3 separate regions of the Sus scrofa genome follow, and all the other regions are linked to region 1. The links are chromatin contacts, called in public Hi-C and HiChIP or PLAC-seq maps. All regions are on one chromosome and are shown on one strand. The core of a region is the stretch at or near the end of the contact, and the rest is flanking DNA. Distances in the headings are between cores, read along the strand shown.

Region 1 (4,602 bases), core at 1,269-3,768:
CTTCACGTCTATGCTCAGTTTCCTCATCTGTAAGATGCCTCTTGCCAGGCATCTTGGCCAAGATAACGAAAGCGAAGAGTGCCAAGCAGTGCCTGGCACATCAGAGGCATTCAATAAAAGAGAGTCATTCTTGCTGTGATCACTGAGCCTCTCAGGGAGGGAGGGACGGACAGATGCACTCGACTCCTCTGGGAGGGAAGCAGTTCAAAACCACAGCTGTTACTGAAACTCTGCCGGGTTGCCTGAAAGCAGCTGGCCAGAGGAGAGACTGGGCCCACCGCTGAGCCCCCTCCGTGGGGACACCCAGCTCCTACATCAGGCAGTACTGGGGAAAGTCAAGGCTGCGGGAAGAAACTAATGATCACTTGCCTTGTGGGTCATACATCTCTCTGTGTGACCTTGGACAGGTCCCATCCCCTCTGCAAGACTATTTCCCTCCCTGCACACTGATACCACCTACTTTATAGGTTTCAAAACTGTTTTAGGCTGTAAAATGCTGAATAAAATATAGGTGCAGAGTCCTTGTTACCCTTGGCTGTTTGACCTGTGAAATAGGAAAAGTCCTCCTGCTCCTTTCTCCTGGTTGGAAATAATGTTCAGGAAGGAGCCCTGAAAAGTTTTAAGCCTTGAGCATGGGCAAAGCAGGATTCAAGCAGCAGGGAGTGGGGGACTCTGCCCGTAGCCAGAGGTGGCTGGAGACCTATGCCTGCTGACTGACACAGGTCTGACCAGATGCCTCTAGGGCAGAGGGGTGGTCTTATCCCTGTACCTGAATTACTTCACCACTCACACAAAGCAAACCCACAAGAGCCCCATCTCCCCTCCTTGGAGCCTGCTTCCAAAACCCAGGACCTGGAGCTGGAAGAGACTCGAGGTGAGTTAGTCCCACAGCTACCCATGCAGACACACATTTTCAAGACAAGGAAATTGGGACTCAGATTGGGGCCAAGACTTGTCCAAGGACACACAGCGAATAAATGGCAATCAGGACGAGAAACCAGGCTCGCTAACTACCACCCCCACACCCTCAGGGCTCTTCCAACTCCATCCCCACCCTATGGTTGTTTCGATTCTCATGGGCTCCAGGAATTCCACTCCCACACAACACACCCTGTGTCTGGTGCCACCACACATTGGCCCCTCCCTGGCAACGGGCCTGGGGGCTTGAAGAAGGAACAGTCAATCTGAACAGGAACCCCAGAGGGCTGCCCCCAACTTGCACCTGCTACTGGCTGTCTGGAACAGAAGATTGAGCCTGGGGGAGGACCTAGGGCAAAAGTCAGGAAAGAGTTGGCTCAGTGCAAAATTTGGAATCTCAGCCCGACTGGACCTGAGAGACCTCCCCCTATTTTAAAGTCCCTTGTTACTGTCCCCAGGCTCAGCTCTGTGACTGGACAATAGCAGGTGCCCAGCACTGGTTTCTGGGCCAAACAATGAACACAAGAATGAATGACAGCAAATTGATCCCATGGTCTTCCCCAGGGTGCACTGAGGATAGTGTTGGGTCTCCACACTCTTGATCCAGTGCTCATTCCATTCCACTCCAAGAAATGAGGTTATTTCACCCCAAGTCTGAAAACGAAAGGCTCTTCTATTCAGATATTTAGGAAATGTGTTGTTCTGGAAGCTGAAAGCGCCCCTTCTCCCTCCCCAGATTCAACCTGCTTCACTCAGACTGGGTCCCTCCCGCCTTTCCCACACCCAGATAAGCAGAGAGGGAAGCGGTGGGTGAGGGGGGTCCCCAGCATTACCGGCAGCCGGCCAGCCGGCACGCATCGCACAGCTTGGCCCTCCGGTCCGTGGGGGGTGGCGTCGAGGCAGGTGCCCGGCGCTGCGGCGGGAGGCATAGTCTGCGGGTACAGCTGGGTGTAGTAGGTGGTGGTGGCCTGGCAGAGCTGGGGGCTGCTAAGGCCGGGCGGCCACAGCTCGGTGGGGCTCATCGCGGGCAGTCCAGTGGGGGGCGGCCCCGCGGCAGGAGCCAGGACCCGGGGCCCTCGCAGCATGGCGAGTGCAGCGCCCCCTCCCCAGCCGGGCCTGGCGCGCCCGCAGGCACCTGCGGGCTTCGGAGCCTAGGGTGGCTCACACGACCCGCGGCATGGCGCGGAGGCCGGGGGAAGCCGCCAATGGACGCCGGCGGGGCAAGGCCAGACCCTCCCCTCCTGGCCCGCCGCCGAGCCGGACAGCGCTTGGAGATCGCCGCTTGGAGATCGCTTGGTGGCGGCGGCGGCGGCGGCACAGCCAGGGGCTGTCCCGCCCCGAGGACGGCTGCGACCAGCGAGGGCCCTGAGCCCCCGAAGGCTTAGGCGCCTGGGATCCAGCCGGCTCCGGGAAGGGGTCTCTGGGGTACCCGCGGGCTCGGCAGAAACGCGATGCGCTGGGATCGGGGAGACAGACCGATTGCACCGACTCCCTCTCGCCTCGCTCTCGAGTCCCTGAACCTTTCTCTGCTTCTTTTTTTTCTTCTTCTTTTTTTTTTTAGCGCGAAACTGCGTGCCGCGAAATTCGGATCTCCCGCGGAAAATGCCGCGCTCTGATTGGTCGCTGACACAGGCAAAGGCTCCACCCCCCGGAAAGGACCCGACCCCTAGGCGGTGATTACAACAAGAGCCTGGGGCTTAAAGGGGCCGCTACACCTGCTGTTGCTCGGCGCCCGCCAGCGCTGGCTGAGGGAGAAACAGACTGAGAGGATGGTTCCCGCCCAGGGTAGAGGCAGCCGCAAGCTGAGGACTGGGTCCGAATTCCCTGGAGGTGAGGGAAAACACTTTGGCGTGGAGTCCTGACCAGAGCCCAGACCCAGCAAGCAGTACACTGCCCAGGACGCAGGCCTTTTGTTTGCGTATAGTTCAGATAACATATGTGTGTTTATATCCTTTTCCCCCCGCTAAAATGAAATGAAATGAAATGAGAGCCAAAATGAAACTGAAAGCCAGGAACCTGTACTCTTTCCTGGCAAGAGGGTGAAAGACGGAACCTAACATTTGTACCTCTTCAAAGGGGGCTACTGACATCTATTGAGCTCCCATAACCTGGCATATTGATTATGCTAAGCACCTGGCTAGATGATTTCGTTTTATTTCATTTAATTTAATCCAACAACCCTCAGAAGAGGAACAATGTTCTTCGTGGCAAAGATGGACAGTCTGAGAGGCTAGGTAACTTGCCCAAGGTCACACAGAGAGATCAGCGACTTGAGGTCTGGCAGTTCAACATGGGACAGGCCAGCTCCTGGGCCCTTATTTGTTCCAATAAAAGTCTCCTCCCTCACTCTCCCAAGCTGTGCCCGGCCCCTTGCAGGCTTGCTTGGGAGTTCAGACTGCAGGGCTCCAACCTGTTCACAGTGTATGCCCAGAGCCCATCACTCAGTAAATAATTGCACATCTCCAGGTTTCTCCTAAACAATCCTTTAGTCACAGGTCTTCCTTCCCTCATTGCTGATAATCCATTTACATTCCTCATCTCTCCAAATTTAGGGAGGCCAAGGCTCAGAGAAGAGACCTTGGCTAGTGAGTGGCAGAGGCTCCAGAAGTTGCTGCTAAATTCCATATCTGCTGATTCCTGCCTGGTGCTGTGTGATTTTTATACAAGTTTGAGCCTGGCATTCGAAGCACTCTGGAGTCAGTCTCCAGCTTACTACCTACCGGATCCTCAGATCTCCAGGATGAGGTGGTAATAATTCATGGGGATGAAGAACCCAGACTTTGTGGCAGACAGCCCTGGGTTCAATCCCAGGCACTGTCACTTCACTAGCTGTGTGACCCCAGGCAAGTTCTGTAAACTCTCTGAGCTCGGGTTTCCTTATCCCTAGTGACACTCACTTCATAAGATTGTGGGGGAATCTCATGAGATACCACATGTAAAGCTCTCAGCACCCAGCCTAGTTCCTTAGGCACTTAAGAAACAGCAGCTGTGGTTACATCTCTGGCCTTATCTCTAGTACACAGACCCCTTTACTCCAGTCTATGCATTTCACTGGACTTTCATGGCCCAGCCTATTTATTTACTTATTTATTTATTTTTGGCGCACCCACGGCATATTGAAGTTTCCTGGCAAGAGATCAAACCCGCGCCACAGTGCCAATGCAGGATCCTTAATTCACTGAGCCACGAGGGAGCTCCCAGTTAATTTTTTTGATATTACTTTTTTATTTTACTTTTTATTTTACTTTTTTGATATTACTTTTTTATTTTACTTTTTTGATATTACTATTTTATTTTATTCCTTAGCCATTAAAATCATTCAAGCATGTATTTTTCTACATAACTTATTGCGAGCTGATCAATGAATGTTAAATAAAATGTTAATTTTCATCATTTGCTTCAATGCATGTCTTCTTGACCAAGTCTTCATTTTTTATTCCATAATATTTTATGCCTCACCTTTCAGGCAATAAAGAATTTTTATTTTTTTTAAATAATTTTTTTTTTTTTGGTATTTTTAGGGCTGCACTTGTAGCATATGGAAGTTCCTAGGCTAGGGGTGGAATCGGAGCTGTAGCTACCAGCCTAGCCATAGCCAAAGCAAAGCCAGATCCCAACCACATTTGCAACATACATTGTTTGAGACCTACACCACAGCTTATGGCAATGCCGGATCCTCAACCC
Region 2 (4,602 bases), core at 1,362-3,861, 190 kb after region 1:
TAGTGACTTCCTTATCTTATCTGGTCTTGGGCAAGTTAACTCACCTCTTGCAGCTTCACTTTTCCTCATTTTCAGATGGGAGATCACATGGGATAACACTCCCTATCTTTTAAAGATCATGTGACCAGTACTTGAGATGAACCACATGAACTTACAGAATGTGCTTAGCACCATGTCTGGCACTCTGTACTTACTTTTAAAACAGTGAAGAGGCCCATGATGCAAATGACAAGAAAGAAGCCAAAAGTGAGTAGAAGGGCTTGGGTGTGGCCTGGATTAGTCTTGCAGTGGGACATGGTCTTTCCAGAGCAAGACTGCTGAGTGTACCATTCAATTAAATACATATTTACCATGCATGTACCTCCAGCCAGGCCCCTTGCCTGAAACTGTGAGGTGAAAGCAGGAGTTGTCATGGCAGTGAGCTATTTGAATCAGAACCAAACTTGCCTACTTCACAAGGAACTGCACTAGGACATCAAAATATTTCTGAATGGGAAGTTCCCGTTGTGGCTCAGTGGTTAACAAACCTGACTAGGAACCATGAGGTTGTGGGTTCGATCCATGGCCTTGCTCAGTGGGTTAAGGATCCGGTGTTGCCGTGAGCTGTGGTGTAGGTTGCAGATGTGGCTCGGATCCAGCGTTGCTGTGGCTCTAGTGTAGGCCAGCGAGTATAGCTCCTATTCGACCCCTAGCCTGGGAACCTCCATATGCCACGGAAGCGGCCCTAGAAAAGGCAAAAAGACAAAAAAAAAAAAAAAAAAAAAAATTCTGAATGGAACAGAGGGATATTTTGATTTACAGTTCTAGCCTGGTCTGGAGACTCCAGAGCCAGAAGGGAAGGGCAGGGGACATCCAGAGTATCCCATAACTCTCTCTCCAGCCTGTCTTTGCCCGTCTCCACCAAGGAGTAAGGACAAAATCTTTGGCTTTCCTTTTTTTGGGGGCTTTCCATTCTTCTGCCCTCAACCTACAAGACAAAACAAGAAAAAAAAAAATCTTAAATTGCACCTGAATACACAAACCCAAAGCTGAAACAAAAGTTCCAAAAATTGAGACTTAAAATGTGATACATTCTGAACTTTTTACTCAGTTTTTTAGTGCTGGTGACAATCCTCTAAATGAACTTTGACTTATTAATAGGAAAAAAAAAAAAAAAAGACTTATGAATGGGTCACAGCCAGCTGTTTCAAAAAACTGCTCGGGGAGTTCCCGTCATGGCTCAGTGGTTAACGGATCCCACTAGGAACCATGAGGTTGCAGGTTTGATCCTCTGGCATAGGCTGGCAGCTACAGCTCCGATTGGACCCCCTAGCCTGGGAACCTCCATATGCTTCGGGTACGGCCCTAAAAAGGCAAAAAGACAAAAAACAAAAAACTGCTCTGAAATATCACATAGGGAGGGGACTTAAAATTCATCTAGTCCAATTATTTTATTTACAGGGAGTAAACTCAGTTTACTCTCAGGGAAGCTAAATCACTTGCCCAAGGCCTCACAGCTAGTAAGTGGAAGCGCCTGAATTTGAATCAAGATGTATCATAATTACTGACTTCTTACCATGTGTCAGCTAATGTGCTGAATTCTTTTTTTAAAAAATTATTTATTTATTTATTTTTTGCCATTTATTGGGCTGCTCTCACAATATACGGAGTTCCCAGGCTAGGGGTCCAATCGGAGCTGTAGCCACCGGACTATGCCAGAGCCATAGCAACGCGGGATCCAAGCTGCGACTGCAACCTACACCACAGCTCAGGGCAATGCCGCATCGTTAACCCACTGAGCAAGGCCAGGGATCGAACCCACAACCTCATGGTTCTTGGTCGGATTCGTTAACCATTGTGCCACGACGGGAACTCCTAATTTTTGTCTTTTTAGGGCTGCACCTGCAGTATGTGGAAGTTCCCAGGCTAGGGGTTGAATCCCACTTGCAGCTCTCAGTCTAGGCCACAGCCACAGCAACGCCAGATCCAAGGCGCGTCTGCGACCTACACCACAGATCACAACACCGGATCCTTAACCCACTGAGCGAGGCCAGGGATCTAACCGAAGTCCTCACGGATACTAGTGCGGTTCATTACCGCCGAGCCATGACGGGGGCTCCCTATTGTGCTGAATTCTTGAAGTGCATTATTTCATTTAATACTCATTGCGATCCTATGAAAAAGATATTACCAGCCCCACTTTACAGAGGAGGACGAAGTCTCAGGGGAACATGAGTTACTGGGGCGTCACACAGTCAGTAACAGACCCAGGACTTGCCTCCAGATTCGGCTGTCCTTAAAGCCCTTGGTGTCGACCGCTAAGCCCACTGTGAAGATAGTGGCTATGACAGTGGGTTTGTGAGCTCTAAGGCCTAAGCGCGCACAAGTGAGGCCGTGATAATGTGCTCCCTGCTCCTCAGGGCCTTATCACTGCGCCACCAGCTCCCCCAAAAACGGTGGTGGTAAACAAAGAGGGAACAGACTTTAGTCTAAAGGGGAGGGGGATTCGAAACCCAGCCCCAACATTTTCTCGGAACACCATTTAATCTCTCTGCCCTTTAGTTTCCACATCTGGCAAAAAACCTGGGAAGGCAACAACATCCGTCTCCAAGGCTGAAAGAGTCAACATTAATCAGCTCCCTGGCTCCTGAAACCGCTGGGTCAAAAGTAACCCCCTCCGAGCCCCGCCCTGTGCTCCTCAAGCGCATGCGTCGCACAGGGGCGCCTTTTACGACGCGGCGGCCGCTGCGCGCTTGGCGGCCGGAGCGAAACGAGCGAAGCGCGGGTGGCCGCTGCGGCAGGGCCGAAGGGACGCGCGGGCGGCGGCGGCGTCGCCATGTCGCACGGCCACAGCCACGGCGGGAGCGGCTGCCGCTGTGCCGCCGAACGGGAGGAGCCACCCGAGCAGCGCGGCCTGGCCTACGGCCTGTACCTGCGCATCGACCTGGAGCGGCTGCAGTGCCTCAACGAGAGCCGTGAAGGCAGCGGTCGCGGCGTCTTCAAGCCCTGGGAGGAGCGGACCGACCGCTCCAAGGTGGGCCTTCCCGAGCCTGGGCGGGCGGGCGAGGCGGGGACCCGAGCGGGGCCTCAGGCCGCCCGTCTGCTGTCAACCTTGTTCCTAAAGTTAAAAATAACCACAGCCCGATTGGCAAGCGCTTTCCCATGCCCGTCTCCTGCCAGCCCTTTGAGAGGCGACAGAGGCGAGTCTCCCCATTTTGCAGGTTAAGGGAACTGAGGCCCAGAGACAGAAAGGGGCACTTTGCTTTACACATCCAACATTCAGTCCAGGGCTTCGGGAGGTCGTGGGGGAGGATGGCCATCAGGGCGTCTTCCTTACCGCTTGACCACTAGTCCAGTTGCAGCCTGATCACTTATCACCAGATGAAGACCAAAGACCGGCCTGGGGAGATAAAGCGCGATATCTATCTCGAGCGTTCACCATTGCGGGGTCACAGAGCCATTCGAAAGCTGTGGATCGTAGATCTTTGCAGACAATTGCAGGGGGCTGATCGGCCCTGAATGTTAATAAGTGCTGGATAATCGAGGGAGGTTGACTATTTGCATTGCACTTCAGCTGTAAAACAGGGTGGAACATGTCTAAAATTGTAGGCTCTCAGCAAATATTTGTTGCTTTCTCCTACCCCCTCCCCATTCCCTCCAGTTTGTTGAAAGTGATGCAGATGAAGAGCTTCTGTTTAATATTCCGTAAGTATCTCCTTGGTGTTTGCCTCAGGCTGAATAGGCTATACTCAGGATTCATTCATTGGTGGTGTCAGGAGCACACATCTGTTTCTAGAAATGGGGTAAATTACCGTGGTGGGTGTGAGGAGAAAAGCATCATTGCTTTCTTGGTGCAGACTGAGAAAAGATGTTCTTAAACGATAACTGAGAAGTCAAGGTAAATTTCTTAGAACCACAGAATGCCAGAGGCAGGTGGGATCTTAGAAATTATCTAGTACAAGTCTGACACAAGCATGAACTGAAGGCCAGAAAGGGGAAGGGTCTTGCACAGGATCACACAGCTCAGCAGAGATTCCAACCCAGGTTGACAACTCTCTTTTTTGCCTTCTGGCAGATTCACAGGCAATGTCAAGCTCAAAGGCATCATTATAATGGGAGAAGATGATGACTCACACCCCTCTGAGATGAGACTGTAAGTGGCAAGGGTTTAGGCCCTCAAGAAGCTCCTGTCTCTTTTTCTCTTTCCTCTGGTAGCACTTTATTCCAGAATAATGATTTTTTCTTCTATACTGCGTTAAATATCCCCCCCTAAAAGATGTCTTCTGTTTGTACAGATTATGCTTATCTTTTCCTGAATTAATGACATTTTTAGATTAAGCATCTTTAGGGCCAACAGCTTGTCTCTCTTCAAAGCCTTGCTATGGCATCATTCATTCAGAGAGCATCCTATAAATGCCAACTGTTGATGACTATGCAGTTTTCTTAATAACACATCTGCAGATCTCAAATGACCTTTATGGATTCTACTCTTGGGGTTAGCTTCAAATTTTTCCTTTGCTTTTTCAGACACTTATAATCTTTCTGTGTGTTTTGTTGAGCTGGAATCACCCCATCTGAGTTTGCATGGCTTTAGTTAGCAAAGTTCTCTCTGCCTCTTGTAAA
Region 3 (4,602 bases), core at 1,365-3,864, 160 kb before region 1:
CCTGAAAAGCAGTAAAACTCATACATAAGGTAACCACACTTCCAGACTGCTTATCAAAACACTATGCAAATGCACACCAAGTGCATTCTTCTTAATTAAAACAACTTCATTTCAAAGTCCACTGATATTTAGTTGAAGTTAATGAAAAAGGGAAGAAGAGACTGAGTAGGAAGAGAGGAAAATGCAGAAAGGGTCCCTCTGAAAATGAGATAAATATCATGACTTATTATGATTACAAAACATCATTAAGACTTAGTAACCCAATAATGTCTATACAGATGCAGACTCCACGGTTAAATTCTGGGTAGATAAATGTCTCTCAAGACAAGCCCCAAATTCTGATGGACTGGCAAAAACATTCAAAACTGGCACACTTTTGATCAAGAAGCTACTTACAGTGTAAGATAAATCGTTTACTGATTAATACAACCTACTTCTACAAAGATGCATCCTAAAGTCCAAAATCTCTTTATGAACATACAGTTGTTCCCCCCCCATACGAGCATAAGATCATCAGAACTCAAAAGTTCTCGGTAACACAAACCCTTGCAGTATTGCATCTGAGAATTCTATTAGTCACGGAAAGAAAGCAAATTTTTAACAGAAAAGTTCAATAAACATCTGTTAAGGTGGTATTTTTTCTTTTAAGTATGTGTAAAGCAAAAAGACAAGTTGTGTATTAATCGCAAGACAAATATTTATGTCTACCATTCACTGCAAAGGCTCTCTACAAGGTGATTCTGAAACTGGTTGAAAATTTCAAAAAGTCTGTAACCTTAAAAAAAAAAAAAAAAAAAAAAAAAAAAAGTACAGCTATTAGAGTCCAGAAAATAAAACCTTTCATGTCAAGGAAAACCTCTCTCCAAGCCAAATACAATGTGCTCATTTTTAAAAAGATTTTTATGTCATTATGAGACCATTTAAAACTCTTGTTTTGTGTCAATACAATGCCACACAGCCAAACCATATTTCTGGATGCAGCAAATATACTAATGTGACTAAAGTCATTTGATCTACACTGTTTTGCAAAAAGTAGAAATTTAAATAAGGGCTGCTGGGACATTGGGGAAGTCTGACACTAGCCTCTCCCTGACTTTTTCTGAACATCTCGTGAAAACTCTTCACATTTAAGAGACTGGCTTTTAAAGAACCAACGAAATGAAAACTAACGGTTAACTCGGCTTAGGAGTGTCAAGCCCTTATCCTACGACTGACTCATGAGACATAAATTCAGCCTCCAGAGGACAGCAAAAATCTCAAACAGGTAGCGTAAAAGGACTGAACCCTTCAAGAACCCCAGGGCTTCAAGTTTTAAATTCTGGCAATACGGCTTCTACCATAGAAAAAAAAGAATCGCCTTTCCAATTTAGTGCGCCTGTGACATTCCTGGAATTATGTATCTCAGACGCCGCTCGAAGCCTAAGTTTCATGGCCTCTAATAGTCATTTTTTCCTTCAAATCTCGACTCGCAGCATGCAGAATGGGGGAGGGGAAGGAGGCTTTCTACACATACCCGCCTTTCGGCCTCTGCTTCGCACAAAAGTTTTCTCCCGGCTCAGGTCACTCGGGGTTTGCATCCCGCCCTCTGCCCACCCACCCCCACTCATGCCTGTCCCAAGCATCAACACATCCCACTCATAGCTAGGCCGACTGAGACAGGAGCTTGGAGGCTCCGACGGGGAAAGGCGATGGTGCCGTGGACGCCTCAGGCCGCTGGTCCGGCCCGGCCCAACCCGGCCGCGAGGAGCGACAGGCGGAGGCGGGAAAAGCGCGACCGACCCGGCAGGCCGCGCGAAGGGCGCCCGGTGGGCCGGACCGAGGGCTAGGGGTTGGAGGGGCGGGGGGAGGATGAGCGAGGGTGAGGAGGCGCCTCAGCGGGGCTAGGCCCTCAGCGGTGCGGCGGGAGAGGCCAAAGCCGCCCCCAGCCCATCCCCACCCCCACCCCGGGGCCTCGGAGAAAACCAAACGGGACGCGGTGCGGAGCCCCGGCCAGGCCCACTAGGGTCGGATCGGGGCTCCCGGCCCCTCCCCCCGCGGGCCGGCGCGAGACTCACCAGGACAGATCTGGGGCCGGCGGCCGGGCCCGTGAGAATCAGCGCGAGGCGCTTTGAAAACGACTAGAAATGGCGCGCGCGCCACCCCCTCCCCCCCTCATGGACCGAGACGCGATCCCGGCAGCACGCGGGGTTTCCCGGAACTGCTTCCAGGGACTCGGAGCGGCCGGGCAATCACCTCGCGCGGCAGCCTAAGGGACAGCTCAGAGGACCAATAGTAGTGAGAAGAGGCTCACTACTCCGGACGCTCGGGAGCCAATCGATGAAGCCGTAGGCTGAGCCAATGAGGGAACTCAGCGCCGCCGGCTGGGGCGCCTCCGGGGCGGGGGTAGGAACACAAAGGGGTCTATCGTGAAGCCCCGGGTGGAGGCGAGGCTGCGGGGCACCGGGCCCAGGGTGGCCGAGGCCCCGCCCTCCTCGTCTGCTGCAGACGCGAAGCCGAAAAAGTAGGCCTCGCGCCGCGTGGCCGCCTCCGGAATCCCGCCCCCTGCCGTCCGCGCCGGCCCTGGCGGGCCGCGGCCTTCCCGCCGCTTCGCCGCTGCCGCAGCGCTGGTGATTCCCCCGCGTGCCGCCGCCGCGGCCGCCGCGGGCGTTCGCCCCAGACACGCCCACCGCCACGCGGTCCGGCCTTCCTCTAGGTCGTCTTTGGGACTTTAATTAGAGCACGATCTAAGGATTTGGCTCGCCCGTTTTTTTCCGAGAATCTTTTCGTGTAGAAAATCATCCCTTGGAACGCTCAGAAAACGGCTTCCTCGGCTGCCTTCCACACATCCTTGGGAGCAGATCAGAATGTGGGAGAAATCGCTAAAGTGGGCATTACTCAGAAGCAGTTAAGTACAAATGACAGAGCAGGGACCTTTCTTCGCGGGGTTTGACGCTAATTAATATTCAGAAAGCAGGACAGACGTATACATCACGAACCCCAAAGAGCCGTGCCAGGAAAAGAGCTAATTCCCAAAGGAGACTAATTTCCGTTATTCTGAAACATTTCTCACCCTCCACACCTACTGGTTTGTTCCTCGTCCTCGCCTTAATCCAAACCTCTAATCCCACATCCCTTCCTTCCCTACCTCAACTTCCAACACCCCACCCTTCCCCTCCGCGCCGGAGTGGAGGAAGTCAAGCAGTGTTCCGCAAGACTTCCATATACACTTCGAGGACCATTAGATTTTCCAGAAGCTATCAACCAAAAATTATTTACTCAAAACCTATGTGCCCAGTACTGAGCTAAACATCACGGTGGATCCAACTTTTGTGTTGAGGGGTGTGAGACTTATACAAATGATGGGATCCTTAAAAATATCTTAAATGATGAGTACAAATTTAGAAGTGTCTTGGAAGAGCATGGTAAAGGGACTTTGAAGCTTAAACTTTATTAGCTTCAGATAAATCTCCCTCTAACTCAAGGGTTCTTAATCTGTTTTGTGCCATTCAACAGTCTGGTATAAGCTATGGACCTCTTAGGGTTTGTTTATTTTTTGTCTTTTTTGCCTTTTCTAGGGCCACTTCCCGCGGCATATGGAGCTTCCCATGCTAGGGGTCCAATCAGAGTTGTAGCCGTCGGCCTACACCACAGCCACAGCAACGCCATATCTGAGCCACGTCTGCAGCCTACACCACAGCTCATGGTAACGCCAGATCCTTAACCCACTGAGTGAGGCCAGAGATTGAACCCGCAATCTCATGGTTCCTAGTCAGGTTTGTTAACCACTGCGCCACGACGGGAATTCCTCTTTTAGGTGTTTTAATGCCTAAAATATGTAGCATTATCAAAGACACTATGTTGAAATACAATTAGGAGATATGTGATATAGTAATCTTTATCAAGATCTTGCAGCAGGTCAAACAGCTACTGAAATTTTAAAGCAATGAGAAGATATTTCAAGAAATGCCATAACTATAATGTGATATGAAAATGTCTGTGATTCCTATTAGTGACAGTGAAAGACACAGCTAATTCTGTGGTTTGTTGTCCACATCCACAATGGGGAAGAATGCTTAATTTCAGTAGAAAGTGAAAATAAAGATGTTATTTTTTTTCCTTCCAAATTGAGGGACCAACAAATTCCATTCAGAGACTCCCTTAGGTCAGTTTAACATAGGATAAGAACCCCTCAGCTGGATACTGTAATTAAAGTGATTCTTTTTTTTTTTTTTTTTTCCTTTTCTTTTTTAGGGCCAAACCTGCAGCATATGGAAGTTCCTGGGCTAGGGGTCTAATTGCAGCTGCAGCTGCCATACTACGCCACAGCCAGAGCAACACCAGATCTGAGCCACATCTGCAACCTATGGCAAGTGGGGGAAACTTACGGCAACACTGGATCCTTAACCCACTGAGCAAGGCCAGGGATCAAACCCACATCCTCACAGACACTTTGTCAGTTTCCTAACCTGCTGAGCAGAGTTCCTGTTGTGGCTCAGTGGTAACGAACCCGACTACTATCCATGAGGACTCGGGTTTGATCCCTGGCCTCACTTGGTTGGTGAAGGATCCGGTGTTGCCATGAGCTGTGGTATAGGTCAAAGACACAGCTCAGATCCACCATTG

What was found. A called contact is a pair of places that touch in the nucleus more often than the background predicts. HiChIP or PLAC-seq counts read pairs in DNA pulled down with a chosen protein or histone mark.
Region 2: an H3K27ac HiChIP or PLAC-seq map of alveolar macrophages shows a contact between it and region 1. The contact joins the promoter of PITHD1 here to the promoter of E2F2 in region 1. A contact is called at or near these places in 1 of 5 promoter capture datasets (liver), 2 of 47 Hi-C or Micro-C datasets (fetal liver and liver) and 1 of 2 datasets of contacts at active chromatin or transcription factors (alveolar macrophages).
Region 3: a Hi-C map of skeletal muscle shows a contact between it and region 1, with 4 times the contacts expected there. The contact joins the promoter of HNRNPR here to the promoter of E2F2 in region 1. A contact is called at or near these places in 3 of 47 Hi-C or Micro-C datasets (embryonic fibroblasts and skeletal muscle).

What each region holds. Positions count from the first base shown.
Region 1 is chr6:81,396,344-81,400,945 of Sscrofa11.1, forward strand. It overlaps E2F2 (transcription factor E2F2), which reads right to left and starts at 2,519. Exons shown (of 7, transcript XM_021095527.1): 1 at 1,752-2,519. The coding sequence starts at 2,003. It overlaps LOC110261115 (a long non-coding RNA gene), which reads left to right and starts at 2,480. Exons shown (of 2, transcript XR_002344941.1): 1 at 2,480-2,748; 2 at 3,471-4,602.
Region 2 is chr6:81,588,257-81,592,858 of Sscrofa11.1, forward strand. It overlaps PITHD1 (PITH domain-containing protein 1), which reads left to right and starts at 2,612. Exons shown (of 6, transcript XM_003356196.3): 1 at 2,612-3,013; 2 at 3,641-3,684; 3 at 4,055-4,132. The coding sequence starts at 2,816.
Region 3 is chr6:81,237,209-81,241,810 of Sscrofa11.1, forward strand. HNRNPR (heterogeneous nuclear ribonucleoprotein R) reads right to left here and starts at 2,615. Exons shown (of 11, transcript XM_021095513.1): 1 at 2,055-2,615.